4 separate regions of the Mus musculus genome follow, and regions 1, 2 and 3 are each linked to region 4. Evidence: chromatin contacts called from public HiChIP or PLAC-seq data. All regions are on one chromosome and are shown on one strand. The core of a region is the stretch at or near the end of the contact, and the rest is flanking DNA. Distances in the headings are between cores, read along the strand shown. Region 1 has its middle 350 kb from the start of Gm25833. Region 2 has its middle 220 kb from the start of Gm25833. Region 3 has its middle 140 kb from the start of Gm25833. Region 4 has its middle 160 kb from the start of Gm25833.

Region 1 (3,474 bases), core at 830-3,329, 510 kb before region 4:
TGAGAAGAGTGGTAGAGTGATTTATAAATTAAGAGAGAGAGAGAGAGAGAGAGAGAGAGAGAGAGAGAGAGAGAGAGAGAATTAATCAGATATATGCCAGGAAGTGCTTGCTGACAGGAGGCTGATATAGCTGTCTCCTGAGAGACTCTGCCAACGCCTGACAAATACAGAAGTGGATGCTCGCAGCCAACCATTGGACTGAGTGCAGAGTCCAGGATGGAGGAGTTGGAGAAGGGACTGAAGGAGCTGAAAGGATTTACAGCTCCATGTGATGAGCAACAGTTTCAACTGGCCAGACCCTACAGAGCTGCCGGGGACTGGACCATCAACTAGAGTACACATGGAGGGACCTGCAGCATATGTGGCAGAGGATGGCCTTGTCGGACACCAGAGGGAGAAGCAGCCCAAAGGAAAAGGCTGGGAGGAGGGAAACTCTATAGAAGGACCAGCAGTCCCAATTAATCTGGACCCCAGAGGTTTCTTAAACACTGGACCATCAAACAGGCAGCATACACCAGCTGATATGAGGCTCCCAACACACATACAACAGAGGACTGAGGGGTCTGTGTTCAATCAGAGAAGATGCACCTAATAACCCTCAAGAGACTGGAGGCACCAGGGAGTTTAGAGGTCAGGTGAGGTGCGGGGTGGAAGATGAGGACATCCTAGTGGAGACAGGGTTTGGGGAGTAGGTATGGGAGGTGGAACAGTTGGAGGGTGGACTGGGGTGGGTGGGGAGAATAAAATCAGGAGTGTAGATACATAAATAAAAGGTTGTTGTTGTTTTGTCCCCACCCCACCCCAGAAATGTTCCTCTCCAAAGGAAGAATAGCAACAAAAATAGAACAGAGACTGAAGGAAGGGCCAACTGAGGAATGGATCCACCTGGTGGATATATCATGTCTGCAGATACCAAATCCAACACTCATGCTGGGGTCAAGAGGAACCAAGTATGGCAGACTGGGGAGGTTCAGCCAGCAGCTGACTAATGCAGAGGTGAATGCTTGCAGCCAACCATAGGGCTGAACTCAGAGAACCTGGTTGGGGACCTGACAGAAGGACTGGTGGAACAGAGGGGCATTACATCCCCATTGGAAAAACAACATAGGATGCCCTAACCACTCAGTTCTCTCAACAACTAGACCACCAACCAAGGAGTGTACCTAAAGAGATCTTTGGCTCCAGATACATATGTCACAGAGAATAGCCTTGCCAGACAGCAATGGAAGGGGAGGTCCTTGGTCCTGGGGAGGTTTGATACCCCAGAGTAAGGGGATACTGGAGCGGTTGGGTGGAAGAGCATGGGTGTATGGGGAGCATTCCCATACAGGCAAAATGGAAGGGGGGCTCAGATGTGGGGTGGGGTGGTGGCAGAGGGGTATTCAGTAAGTAGGATATCATGGGGTGGGAGGGGGTGGGGTTGAAGGAGGAGGTAACCGGGAAGAGAGATATCACTTGAGATATAAACAAGTGGAATGATTAATATTAATAAAAGAAAAAAATTAAGACAGGTAAAGCAACTTCTGACTGGGACAATAGCATGTTCTACAGGAAGGAAGCTATTTGAGCTTTTCATTATGTAAGACTTCTCTCATGCCTGTATCATACAATTCAAAGGTCTCAAATAATGGCTGCATTTGTGTTCAATGAGACTGTGATAATAAAAACCGCACCTTGTTTTCTGATTAATTTATTCAAAAAACTATAAAGTCAGTGGATTTCTATTGGTGTCTTCTATTACTCAGATCTTTTGAAACACTTTTCTTATTATTTTGTTCTCATAACTCTAAGGTCTTTTCACTAAGATAATCTAGGCTTTCATTAACCCACTCAATTCCCAGTAGCTGTAGTCAGCTGGTGTTCAGTCTTCTTATCAGACTTCATGTTTTAGTTCATGGCCTGTTATAAACTTGTTGCCATATTTTCTAGAAAAAAGTGCATTTCACCACATCTAACAATAAAACTGTTTAAAAGAATTTAAAAACAGAAAGTGTCTTCTGAATAACCACTATACTTTCATCTCTAACTGAATCTGCTTTTCATAGTGTCCCCTGGGGATTCCACACTAATGTTAGCTACTACTGTTGGCTCCCTAGAGGGTAGACTGGTTTCCTGGTGTGGTGTAAAATTTTCTGAGCAGCTGAACTCCTTCATCTCAGCTCTCTGCTCTTTGTTCCTCTTTATATAGCATGAATATGGAAAATAGGAAAAAAGGACTTCTAGAGGATCCGTCTCACAGAGGATACCTTTAAATATACCAAAGAATGTGATCCCACTATCCAAGGGCAGACAGACTTTTATTCTAGGAAAACATAAATACTGTGTTTTCACACACATGTATTACATATACACATATATAATATTATACATTCATATATAATCATACCTAGTTAAATAGCACAATTATGATGTTACAGACGTGAAAATTTATAAGACTATATTCTAGTATCCAATTAATTGGCTGTTTATACTGGGCTTTGAAAAGCTTCCATCTAAAATTTAATCTCATTTGGATTACACATATTCTTGTTAAAGACGTGTACTACAAATTGCTATTAAATTCTGGTTTGGAATATTTCTCTACTGGTTTCAGTTGTCTGGTATTGAAACTTATCTTCCAATTCCTAGTCAGAGATAGCAAGGCACCATTAATCTAATGTACATGGCAGAGTACAGAAAACCAAAGCTATATTTTACAGAGTGTGGTAGCATGTTACAAAACCGAAAAATCCCGGAAAAGAGAAAAGATAGGGTCAACACAAATATATAACTTCCCATAGATCTGGTGTGGTCTGTGACTTGGGTTGTCTGAGCCTTTTGGCACTTCTCTTGTTTCATTACTAGATGGCAATCTAAGCCAAAGTTTGCATGATTTTGCTGTGGACTAGCAATTATATAGAATAGAACCTTGGTAGGAAGAATGAGAGGCATTTTTGTAAATTTCAGGAGTGTAGCATTTCAACTACTATGTAAATAACCAGAATAAACACATTTACTCATCTACTTAGATTTATTGGGACTGAGAAGATAGATAATTCAATGATCAATAGAGTACATATCCATTCAGAGGACCTAGATTTGGTTCCCAGTATTTACATTTGGTGGCTAAGAACCAACTCTAATAGCATCAGTTCTGAGACATCTCACACCTGTTTCTTTTAAGCTTAATTTAATACAAATTCAATATGCAGGCATACACATAAGTAAATACAAAGACAACCTTAAAAATGTAAGCTTGTTGGTTTTGTTCTTGGATTATTTGTATCATCCCGATTTAGAATATAGGTTTATATTGATCTACGAAGGTAGTTCATTCAATAATTTCCAACACAGTTGGAATAACTATTCCATGGCAGTTCTAATTCAAATTGTTAGAAAATTGATCAGGATGGAAATTATTTCTTCTTCTTCTTCTATGATAGATAAAACAGGACCATATTATTCAACAAAGTTTCTATAACATCCTAATGCATG
Region 2 (3,393 bases), core at 106-2,605, 380 kb before region 4:
CCTCATGGAGACAGGGAGTAAAGAGGAGGACAGTTGGAGTGTGGACAAGGGTGGGGAGAGAATGAAATCTGGAATGTAAATAAATCGAAGTTTGTTTTTGTTTTTTTATAACCCAGAAATGTTCCTTTCCAAAGGAAGAACAGGGATAAAAAAATGGAACCAATGGAGACTGAAGGAAGGTCCAATTGGGGAACGGACCCACCTGGGGAATACATTAAGTCTGCAGGCACGAAACCCAACACTATTGCTTGAGTCAAGAGGCACCTGTGAGAGGAGCAAAGTGTGGAAGTTCCTGGGAGGTACAGCCATCAGCTGACCAATGTACAGGCAGGTGCTTGGAGTCATCTGTCAGGATGACTCAGGGAACCTGGTTGAGGAGCTGGCAGAAGGACTGGAGGAATGGAGGGGGATTGAAACCCCATTGGAAGAACAACATAGGCTGGCCTTACCACCCAGTTCTCCCAAAGACTATACCACCAACCAAGGAGTGTACCTAAAGGAATCTTCAGCTCCAGATCCATATGTAGCAGAGGATGGCCTTGCCAGACAGCAACAGGAGGGGGAGGCCTTTTGTCCTGGGGAAGTTTTGTGCCTCAGAGTAGGGGAATACTGGAGCAGTGGGGCAGGAGAGTGTGGGTGTGTGTGGGAGCACTCTCATACAGACAAAAGAAAGTGAGGAGGGAAGATTTGTGATGGGGGACATGGCGGAGGGATAACTGGGAAGTGGGATATTGGAGTCAGTGTTGTTGGAGGAGGTAACTGGGAAGGGGGATATCATTTGAGATGTAAACAAATGAAATGATTAATATTAATAAAAGAAAAAATAATACAGGAAAAGCAGCTTCTGACTTGGACAACAACATGTTCTACAGGAAGCTATCTGAGCTTTACATTATGTAAGACTTCTCTCATGCTTGTATCATGTAAATCAAAGCTCTCAAATAGTGGCTGCTTTTGTGTTCGAATGAGACTGTGATAATAAAAATCACACTTTGTTTTCTGATTAATTTCTTCAAAAGCAGGATGAAGTCCGTGGATTTCTGTGGATGTCTTATATTATTCAGCCCTTCTGAAACATGTTTTTTTTATTATTTTGTTCTCATGACTTTAAGATATTTTCACTAAGATGATCTAGGCTTTCATTAATCCAGTCAATTCTCATTAGCTATAGTGGGCTTGGGCTATTGTTCAGTCTTCTTACCAGCCTTTCTGGTTTAGTTTCTGGCCCATTCTGAATATGGTTGCCATATTTTCTATAAAGAGTGCATTTCACCACATCTAACAATGTAAGTGTTTTAAAAAGGCTGGGGTGAGACAGAAAGTGTCTTCTGAGTAACCACTATACTTTCACCTCTAACTGAATCTGCTTTTCATAGTGTCCTCTAGGGATTCCACACTAATGATAGCTACTACTGTTTGCTCTCTAGAGGGCAGACAGATTTCCTGATGTTACGCATAATTTTCTGAGCAGCTGAACTTCTTCATCTCAGCTCTGTGGTCTTTGTTCCTCTTCATCTTGCATGAATATGGAACATAAAAAAAAAGAACTTCTAGATGTTACCACTCACAGAGGATATCTCTAAATATACCAAAGAATGAGATCCTACTATCCAAGTGCTGACAACTCTTTTATTCTGAGAAAACATACATACATGTGTTTTTGCACACACACATATTACATGTACACATTTATAGTATGATATAATCATATATGTTAAATAACACAATTATGATATTGCAAATGTGAAAATTTATAAGACTATAATCTAGTTTCCAGTTACTTTGCTGTCTATACTGGGCACTGAAAAACTCCCATCTAAAATTTAATCCCATAGATTCCACATATTCTTGTTAAAAGACATGTCCTATGACTGGCTATTAAATTCTGATTTGGAAGATCTCTCTACTGGTTTCAGTTGTCTTGTATTGAAATTTATCTTCTGATTTCTAGTCAGAGATAGCAAGGCACCATTTATCTCATGTACATGGGAGAGTACAGAAAACCGAAGCTATCTTTCACACAGTGTGGTAGCATGTTACAAAACCGGAAATCCCTGAAAAGAGAAAAGATTGGGTCAACACAAATATATAACTTCCCATCGATCTGGTGTGGTCTGGGTTGTCTGAGCCTTTTGCCACTTCTCTTGTTTCATTACTAGATGGCAATCTAAGACAAAGTTTGCATGACTCTGCTGTGGACTGGCAATTATATAGAATAGAACCTTGGTAGGAAGAATGAGAGGAATTTCTGCAAATTTCAGGGGTGTAACATTTCAACTACTATGTAACTAACCAGAATAAACACATTTACTCATCAAATGGATTTATTGGGACTCAACAGATAGATGACTCTGAATGGAGTACCTATCTATTCAGAGGACCTGTTTGGTTTCCAGAATTTTTATTTGGTGGCTAAGAACCAAAAGTAATAACATCAGTTCCAACACATCTCACATCTGTTTCTTTTAAGCTCAATTTAATACATATTCAAAACACACATTTGTTGATTTTATGCCTAGATTATTTGTCTCATCCCAATTTGGAAAAAAAAATATATGTTTATACTGATCTACCAACGTAAGTCATTCAATAATTTCTAACACAGTTGGAATAACTATGCCATAGCAGTTCTAATCCAAATTATTGGAAAATTGATCAGAATGGAAATTATTTTGCCTCCTTGTATGATAGGTAACACAGGATTATATTACTAAAAACTGCTTCTATAACTCTCTAATGCATGGAGCATGGATGTATGGACATCACTGCAACATCTCAAAAGGACTACATTTGTCTTTTTAAATGAGGAGACAACCTCTGTTTTACTAATATTGATTTTAGTCTTTAAAGATGTCAGACTAGGAAACATGGCAAAGTATATCAAGTTACTCAATAAATCTAGCTGTTAAACTATTCACTAATAATGAAAAAATATATTTATTGCATGGTTACTATTTTTTAATTAATTAATTTTTATTAGATATTTTCTTTATTTACATTGGAAATGTTATTTCCTTTCCTGGTTTCCCCTCCAAAAATCTACTATCCCCTCCCCGCTCCCCCTACTCCCCAACACACCCACTCCTATTTCTAGTCCAGGCATTCCCCTATACTGGGGCATAGAGCCTTCACAGGACCAAGGGCCTCTCCTCCTATTGATGACCGAATAGGACATCCACTGTTACATATATGGCTAGAGCCACAATTTCAACCATGAGTTTTCTTTGATTGGTGGTATAGTTCCAAGGAGTTCTGGGGTACAGGTTAGTTCAAATTGATGTTCCTCCTGTGAGGCTTCAGAATGCTTCAGCTCCCTGGGTATTTTCTCAAACTCCTTAATTGGGTACCTTGTTCTTTGTCCAATGGATGACTGTGGGAATCCACCTCTATATT
Region 3 (3,283 bases), core at 544-3,043, 300 kb before region 4:
GCCTTGAACCCCAACAGGACCAAGGGCTGCTCCTTCCACTGATATACAACAAGGCCATCCACTGCCACCCACACAATAGGAGCCATGAATCCCTTCATGTGTACTCTTTGGTTCGTGGTCCAGTCGCTGGGAACTACAGGTGTCTGGTTGGTTGACACTGTTGTTACCCTCCATGGGACTGCAATCCTCCTGAGCTACTCTGTCCCTTCTCCAACTCATCCACTTAGGACCCCACACTCAGTCCAATGGTTGGTTGCAAGTATCTGCCTCTGTATTTGTCAGACCCTGGCAGAGGATGCTGGGAAGTGCTTGCTGTAAATTTTTTCTAGTTCTTCAATTTTATTTCGATAATCAATACTTTTGTTTTTGCATGAATATTTTACTTTTTATTACTATAGCTCTGTGGTACAAGATAATGTTATTTCCAGAAGTAAGTTTATAATCAGAGATCATTTTAGGCATCCTGGGGTGTGTGTGTGTGTGTGTGTGTGTGTGTGTGTGTGTGTGTGTGTTTCTATACGAAGTTAAAGATAGGGTTTTTTTTTAAAGATTTGTAAAGAGTTGTATTGAAATTTGATAAAGAAGTCATGGAATCTACAGATTGATATTAGTAGGATCTCCATTTTAAATATATTAGTCCTACTGATCCAAGAGGATAGGGGATCATTCTATCTTTGGAAATCATTAAGAATTTCTTTCTTTAAAGTATAAAAGATTTTTAATTTTACATTATATTTCTTTTACTTCCTTGGTTAAAGTTACCCCAAGATATTTTATATTATTTGAGGCTATTCTAAACACTGTTGTTTCCTTTATTTCTTTCTCAGTCATTTGTGTATAGGGGTAAAACTGTTGTAATAAAATTTTGTAGCCAGATACTTTGCTGAAAGTTTTTATTTACTCTCTTTTCCAGTGGAGATATATATATATATATATATATATATATATATATATATATATATATATATACTTAGTAAAGATACTTAGACTTCTGTCCAATTTGTATATTTGTTCTTCTTAAGTTCTCTTATTGCTCTCTAAAACATTTCAAGTACTGTATTAAATAGACTTGGAGATAGAATACAATCTTGTCCTGTTCCTGATTTTAGTTGAATTCCTTTGAGTTTCTCCTGATGTTGGCTCTAAGCTTGTTGAAATCTATCTTTATTGGGTTGACATATGTCCGTTGTGTTCGTAATATCACTAGGACTTGTATCATGAAAGATTGTTGGAATTTTGCGAAAGATCTTACTTAGTACATTTACTGAGATGTTTATGTAAGCTTTTTTTCTTTTAGTTTTTAATATGGTAAATTATACTTATCAAATTATATATACCAAAACATCCCTATTATGTTACCTTACATTCATCAAAATAATAATTATTTATAAAAAGTCTCATGTTATGAAGCAATCTGTTATAGAAATGCCTTCAACAATCATATAAACAAAATTGTCAGGGAATTGTTTGAGGAAATCATTCTCTTATGCACCAATGTAACAGTAGTCTCTTTTCATTTACATAAATCGTGTAAACATTGGCAAAATGGTTAGAATTAAAAAACAAAACTTGAGTGATAGTATATAAGACAGAAGAAACTTGTCCCGAGCTATTGTTCTCGCTAGCAAGAACGCACAAGGGACACAAGGATCCTTCTGCAGCCAAACTTTATTGCATATTGATGAGGAAGACAAAGAAGCCTCAGAAAGGCGCTGCTTAAATACCCCCTGGTGTGGCGTGTCCATGCCTGACTGGTTGCTTACCCACGATCTCATAGGCCCTGGGGGTGGGCTTGTGACTTTGGCCCGCATTACTCCTGCACATGTGCACAGTTTGTCTCCAAAGGCCGAGCTGGCACAGCGGAATCTGGCGCCATCTTGTGACGGCAAATGTTATTGCGGCTCTCCACAGAAACTGTCCCCTTTCCCTTTCTGAAGGAAAGTTTGGCAGTACATGAAGAAAAATTACTTGACAAATTCCAAGATTGATAGCCTAGAGGATTTGCTAATTAAAATAAAATTAATATAACGATGAGAACACCATAGCAAGGGATCAAGGATCCCTTGAAAACTAAAGAAGTATGCACCAAAAGACGTGCTATTATTTTCAATTTTATATACATTGTTAGTGGGCCAAAATATGTTAAGAGGATTTTCAGGGGCAGATATAGCTATCTCCTATGAGGCTATGCCAGAGCCTGGCAAATACAGAAGTGGATGCTCACAGTCAGCTATTGGATGGAACACAGGGCCCCCAATGGAGGAGCTAGAGAAAATACCCAAGGAGCTAAAGGGGTATGCAACCCTATAGGTGGAACAACAATGTGAACTAACCAGTACCCCCCAGAGCTCGTGTCTCTAGCTGCATATGTAGCAGAAGATGGCCTACTCAGCCATCATTGGGAAGAGAGGCCCCTAGGTCTTGCAAACTTTATATGCCCCAGTACAGGGGAACACAAGGGTCAAGAAGTGGGAGTGGGTGGGTAGGGGAACAGGGCTGGGGGGCGATATAGGGACCTTTCAGGATAACATTTGAAATATAAATAAATAATATATCTAATAAAATAACATAAAAACGAACCAGAGAGAGAGAGAGAGAGAGAGAGAGAGAGAGAGAGAGAGAGAGAGAGAGTTTCTGAAGTGTGACATTATTAATGACCAGGAGTAATTAACCCTAGAAGGAAAAAGGAGAAAGCACTGGAAATTGTAGAAAAGATTTAGAAATAGCTAGAAAGATGACTGTGCTGTTAAGACCTTTATCTACTCATGCTGAGAACTTATGTTTAATTCCCAGAACTCACCTGAGTAGATTATAACCATCTATAATTCTACTTCTAGGGCATCTGTGTATTATTCAGACCTCTTTGGATACCACTTATACACGTTATTACATATCCATGCAGGTAAATATACTTGTCTTTAAAATGAATTAACTGTGTCTTTTCAAAGAAAGAAAGCTGAATAACAAGATTCTGAAAGAATATAGATTACTGTGGGGGCCTCCCAGCCTGGAATGGGTTGAACCAGACACATGGAAAGACATAGGTGTAACTTCAAAAACTTATGGTTTTTAAATGCCAGATATTGTAGCTCTCTAACAACATTAAATGCTTTTTGATAACTTTTAAAAAGTCCTAAAAACTTTCTTGCTCATTTTGAGGGTTAAAATCTACTGGCATAGGCAATTAAAACCTGAAGCCTAGTGGCAGGGTATTGTGGAATGAATTATATTTAAATGAGGCATGGTAGGCTAGTTAAGTTTATGATATTTTTTTACTTTCTTT
Region 4 (3,315 bases), core at 617-3,116:
GAATACAGTTAATATAACTAATCTTTGGAATGCCCCAATCATATATTTTATTAGAACTTATATTTGTCCATCATGTGCAAGACCATCCAGTATAAAACACTGACGCATTTCTATAACACATTTTAGACTATCTCATAAAGCTTACTAAATATGTTACATAGTGGTATATTAGTGTTTTGTGGTGGTTCTGGAGCTGTCTTGTATTGCTTCTGCTGCTTGTTACTGCATCACAGGGTCAAGTATAAACACTAGAACCACAAACCACAGTGTAGCAAAAGGTTCAAATTATACAAGGATGGTGCTGAACAAGTAATGTATTAAAATAAACACTTTCAAATTATTCAATTGAATCACTGTATGTAGGAAACTAATTGGGAATCACTGACCATAAGAGTATGTATATATGTGTGTACCTCCATACTCTAAAATTTAAAGACCTAATTATATAATATTATAAATCTACGATTTCAGTAATATAATGAAGAAAATTTATTGTGTCACGACTTGGTAGTTTTACAACTTTTTATATTGGTGATTGTTAGGCCAATCCATTCTTTCAGAAGTGAAAATTCTATTAAAATGTAGCAAGATACTATTATTATGTATACACTATTACGTTCCCCATGCCAATAAAAAGTGATAGAGTATGTGGCTTTCATTGTCTCTATTTTTACCCTGTATATACAGACAGTCTTTGATGAAAGACTAATGAGGGGCAGAACTTCCACTCCTCTGTAAACTGGAACTTTTTTAAAAATATGAATCCTAATGCCCCATATATATTCTCAAAAGCCCAATGACATCGTCCCTATGGTCAGTGCCTGGGTTGGGAAATCAAATTCATAACTGTCTAACATTCCTCTTTACAGAATAACACAAAGATGCAGCCTTTGGTTATCTTATCCCGTTATTTCCTTACATAATTTTTTTTTCAGGAAGGGGCTGATTAATGTCCTTGAGAAAAGTTCAGACTTGGTTCTGTTGAAGACATGTTGGGAGATTCTATCACAAGTTAGTAAAACTCTTGATCATATTTCATCTTCTGAGAGGGAGGTAGCCTGTTCCTGAGAAAACAAAATGTTTCTGTTCTGGTTTGTAGAATGTTGTGAACGGGATACTGTCCTTTTGACAGAAGTAAGTGTAAGTGGTATTCTCTTTGCTGCTCTTCATGAAAGAGTAAGAGGTCCCACATGTTCTTTTCTGGTACAGGGTATTTCCCACGTGTTTTTTCATAGGTGTAATTGATCTACATGGACGACAAGTACTACAGTAAATGGGATTTTTATTCCCACCATAAAGCTCAGCTGAAGATTACTGGAATATACATAGGAAAACCTGAGGCCCCAGATTTGCCATACCACTGTCCTGATAGCTGCTCAGCTAAGGGTTAACTAATCCATGTGGGTCTAATTAAGTGATTCTGAGCCCAAAAAGATCTCAAAAAACGAATGTCAGTGTGTGACATGGAACTGGAATTCAATTATTTTCAGGAATATTACCACAGATGTCACATGCAGAAACCCCCCTTTCTAAAGCAGAAAGAAAGATAAATATAAATTTTGTAGTATCAATCACAAATCTATCATTGTGCCTCATGCTGATATTTAGGAGGGCCTTGGACTTCTGATCCTCCTGAGCCAAAGTTTTCTGTTATAAATGGGAGTATCTGTGAGAAGCTGGTCTGCTCTCTCTGAAGATAGTGAATTTTCTGGGTCGTCAGCTCTCAAAGTCTGTGTCAATGAATTGTGCTCAGGGCAGTCTCATAGAAGTGGGCAAATGCTTGAAAACATTTGTGGAGGCTTGGTAGATCAAGAGGCTGGTTGCCTCTTTCTATTAGTCTCCTTGTTACCTTGACTAGATAAATGTGTGATTGTAATACCCCCTGCTGGAGAGATGGGTAATATTTCACAGATACTATATTGTAATGGGGATACATCAAGTAAAATAAATTAGTTCAGCATTATTATGAGCCAAACATCATTGGACAAATATATTATATCAAACGACCTAAGCTGAAATGGTCTCAGAAAATTACATTCATATAAAGTCGGAGAGGATCATCTAATATAAAGGTATTTAATAAAATACTGTTGAACATCTCTTGAACTTCGTTATGTATGCTATATTAAAATTTACTGTTGCTTTGAGGTGTAGATTGTTGCCACTGCTCAGTAGCAAGTATGCATATACAATTATAAACAAGATTTCTATTGACCATACCAACTTTCAGAAAATAATAAAGAAAAATTCAGTTGAACCAATTAAAATCAAATCATAGGGAATTGACAACTGAGTATAAATGTTTACAAATAATTGTGTGTCCACAAAACACTAAATCTGAAAGGTTAAAATATTTTCCTATTTCATACTATGAGAAATAGGACTAGATATGAGTAAATGTGTAGCGCTTAGAAAAATCTCTATAAATCCTTGCAATTTCTATGTTTATTGGAAATGTCAGGTTTTGGTTTCTTGGCAAACTTCATTAAAAGGCAAAAATCAATGAACACTGGGAAAATATATCATTCAAATAAAAATTTAAGATTTAAGTCAATTGGCATAACATAAAATGACTATAATTATTTATATTGTTAATATGTCAGATTATGTCATACTAAACATACCATTGAAGTATAAGACTTTGTCTGCTGTATTACTTTGAGTCATCCAAATATAAAGCTTGTTTTGAAAATAGCATAAAATGTGTAAATATCCTATGAGATTAGGGACAATGTAAGGTGGAATAAAAAATGGATTTCATATCCTTTTAGTCTGTATGTTTCCAAACTAGAATTGCAGTTAAAACTGTTTCTGAATTATTCCAGCTGAGTGAGGTGAGGGAGCCTGTATGCTTGCACCTGAAACATGTTCTGAACATGACAATTACAATCAAAATGTACTGATCTTCCTGCCCCAGTACAATCATGTTTGAGTTTCATATATTACTGGAAACACTAATCTAAACATAGTAGTCAAGCATTAGTGAAATGCTAGAGTCAGCAGTCTTCATAGTGTCTTTGATGAATACACAGCTTGTTTTCTCTTCTTCTTTCTTCTTCCTCTTCTCCCTCTTCTTCTCTTCTTCTTCTTCTTCTTCTTCTCCTTCTTCTTCTTCTTCTTCTTCTTCTTCTTCTTCTTCTTCTTCTTCTTCTTCTTCTTCTTCTTCTTCTTCTTCTTCTTCTTCTTTTGATTTTGTTTGTTTGTTTGTTTTGCTGTTGTTGTGGTTCCTTATACATTCCCTCTGCCCTACTCCCCTACCCACTCACTCTCGCTTCTTGGCCCTGGCCTTCCCCTGTATTGGGGCATGTAAAGTTT

What was found. HiChIP or PLAC-seq counts read pairs in DNA pulled down with a chosen protein or histone mark.
Region 1: a contact with region 4 is called in a CTCF HiChIP or PLAC-seq map of pro-B cells, with 11 times the contacts expected there. The contact joins two enhancer-like sites. A contact is called at or near these places in 1 of 39 promoter capture datasets (the C10 cell line), 2 of 15 datasets of contacts at CTCF or cohesin (large pre-B cells and pro-B cells) and 1 of 115 datasets of contacts at active chromatin or transcription factors (large pre-B cells).
Region 2: a contact with region 4 is called in a RAD21 HiChIP or PLAC-seq map of pro-B cells, with 5 times the contacts expected there. The contact joins two enhancer-like sites. A contact is called at or near these places in 2 of 15 datasets of contacts at CTCF or cohesin (large pre-B cells and pro-B cells) and 1 of 115 datasets of contacts at active chromatin or transcription factors (large pre-B cells).
Region 3: a RAD21 HiChIP or PLAC-seq map of pro-B cells shows a contact between it and region 4, with 2.8 times the contacts expected there. The contact joins two enhancer-like sites. A contact is called at or near these places in 2 of 15 datasets of contacts at CTCF or cohesin (large pre-B cells and pro-B cells).

Annotation. Positions count from the first base shown.
Region 1 is chr6:68,882,951-68,886,424 of GRCm38.p6, reverse strand. It overlaps Igk. Among named protein-coding and RNA genes, the nearest start is that of Gm25833, 350 kb to the right of the region's middle. Within about 2 kb of position 2,079, at least 14 of the 459 cell types and tissues checked have an H3K27ac peak or open chromatin away from gene starts, as enhancers often do. A contact at or near this core is called in pro-B cells, where this site is marked.
Region 2 is chr6:68,748,678-68,752,070 of GRCm38.p6, reverse strand. It overlaps Igk. Among named protein-coding and RNA genes, the nearest start is that of Gm25833, 220 kb to the right of the region's middle. Within about 2 kb of position 1,355, at least 11 of the 459 cell types and tissues checked have an H3K27ac peak or open chromatin away from gene starts, as enhancers often do. A contact at or near this core is called in pro-B cells, where this site is marked.
Region 3 is chr6:68,667,196-68,670,478 of GRCm38.p6, reverse strand. It overlaps Igk. Among named protein-coding and RNA genes, the nearest start is that of Gm25833, 140 kb to the right of the region's middle. Within about 2 kb of position 1,793, at least 3 of the 459 cell types and tissues checked have an H3K27ac peak or open chromatin away from gene starts, as enhancers often do. A contact at or near this core is called in pro-B cells, where this site is marked.
Region 4 is chr6:68,372,177-68,375,491 of GRCm38.p6, reverse strand. It overlaps Igk. Among named protein-coding and RNA genes, the nearest start is that of Gm25833, 160 kb to the left of the region's middle. Within about 2 kb of position 1,866, at least 1 of the 459 cell types and tissues checked has an H3K27ac peak or open chromatin away from gene starts, as enhancers often do. A contact at or near this core is called in pro-B cells, where this site is marked.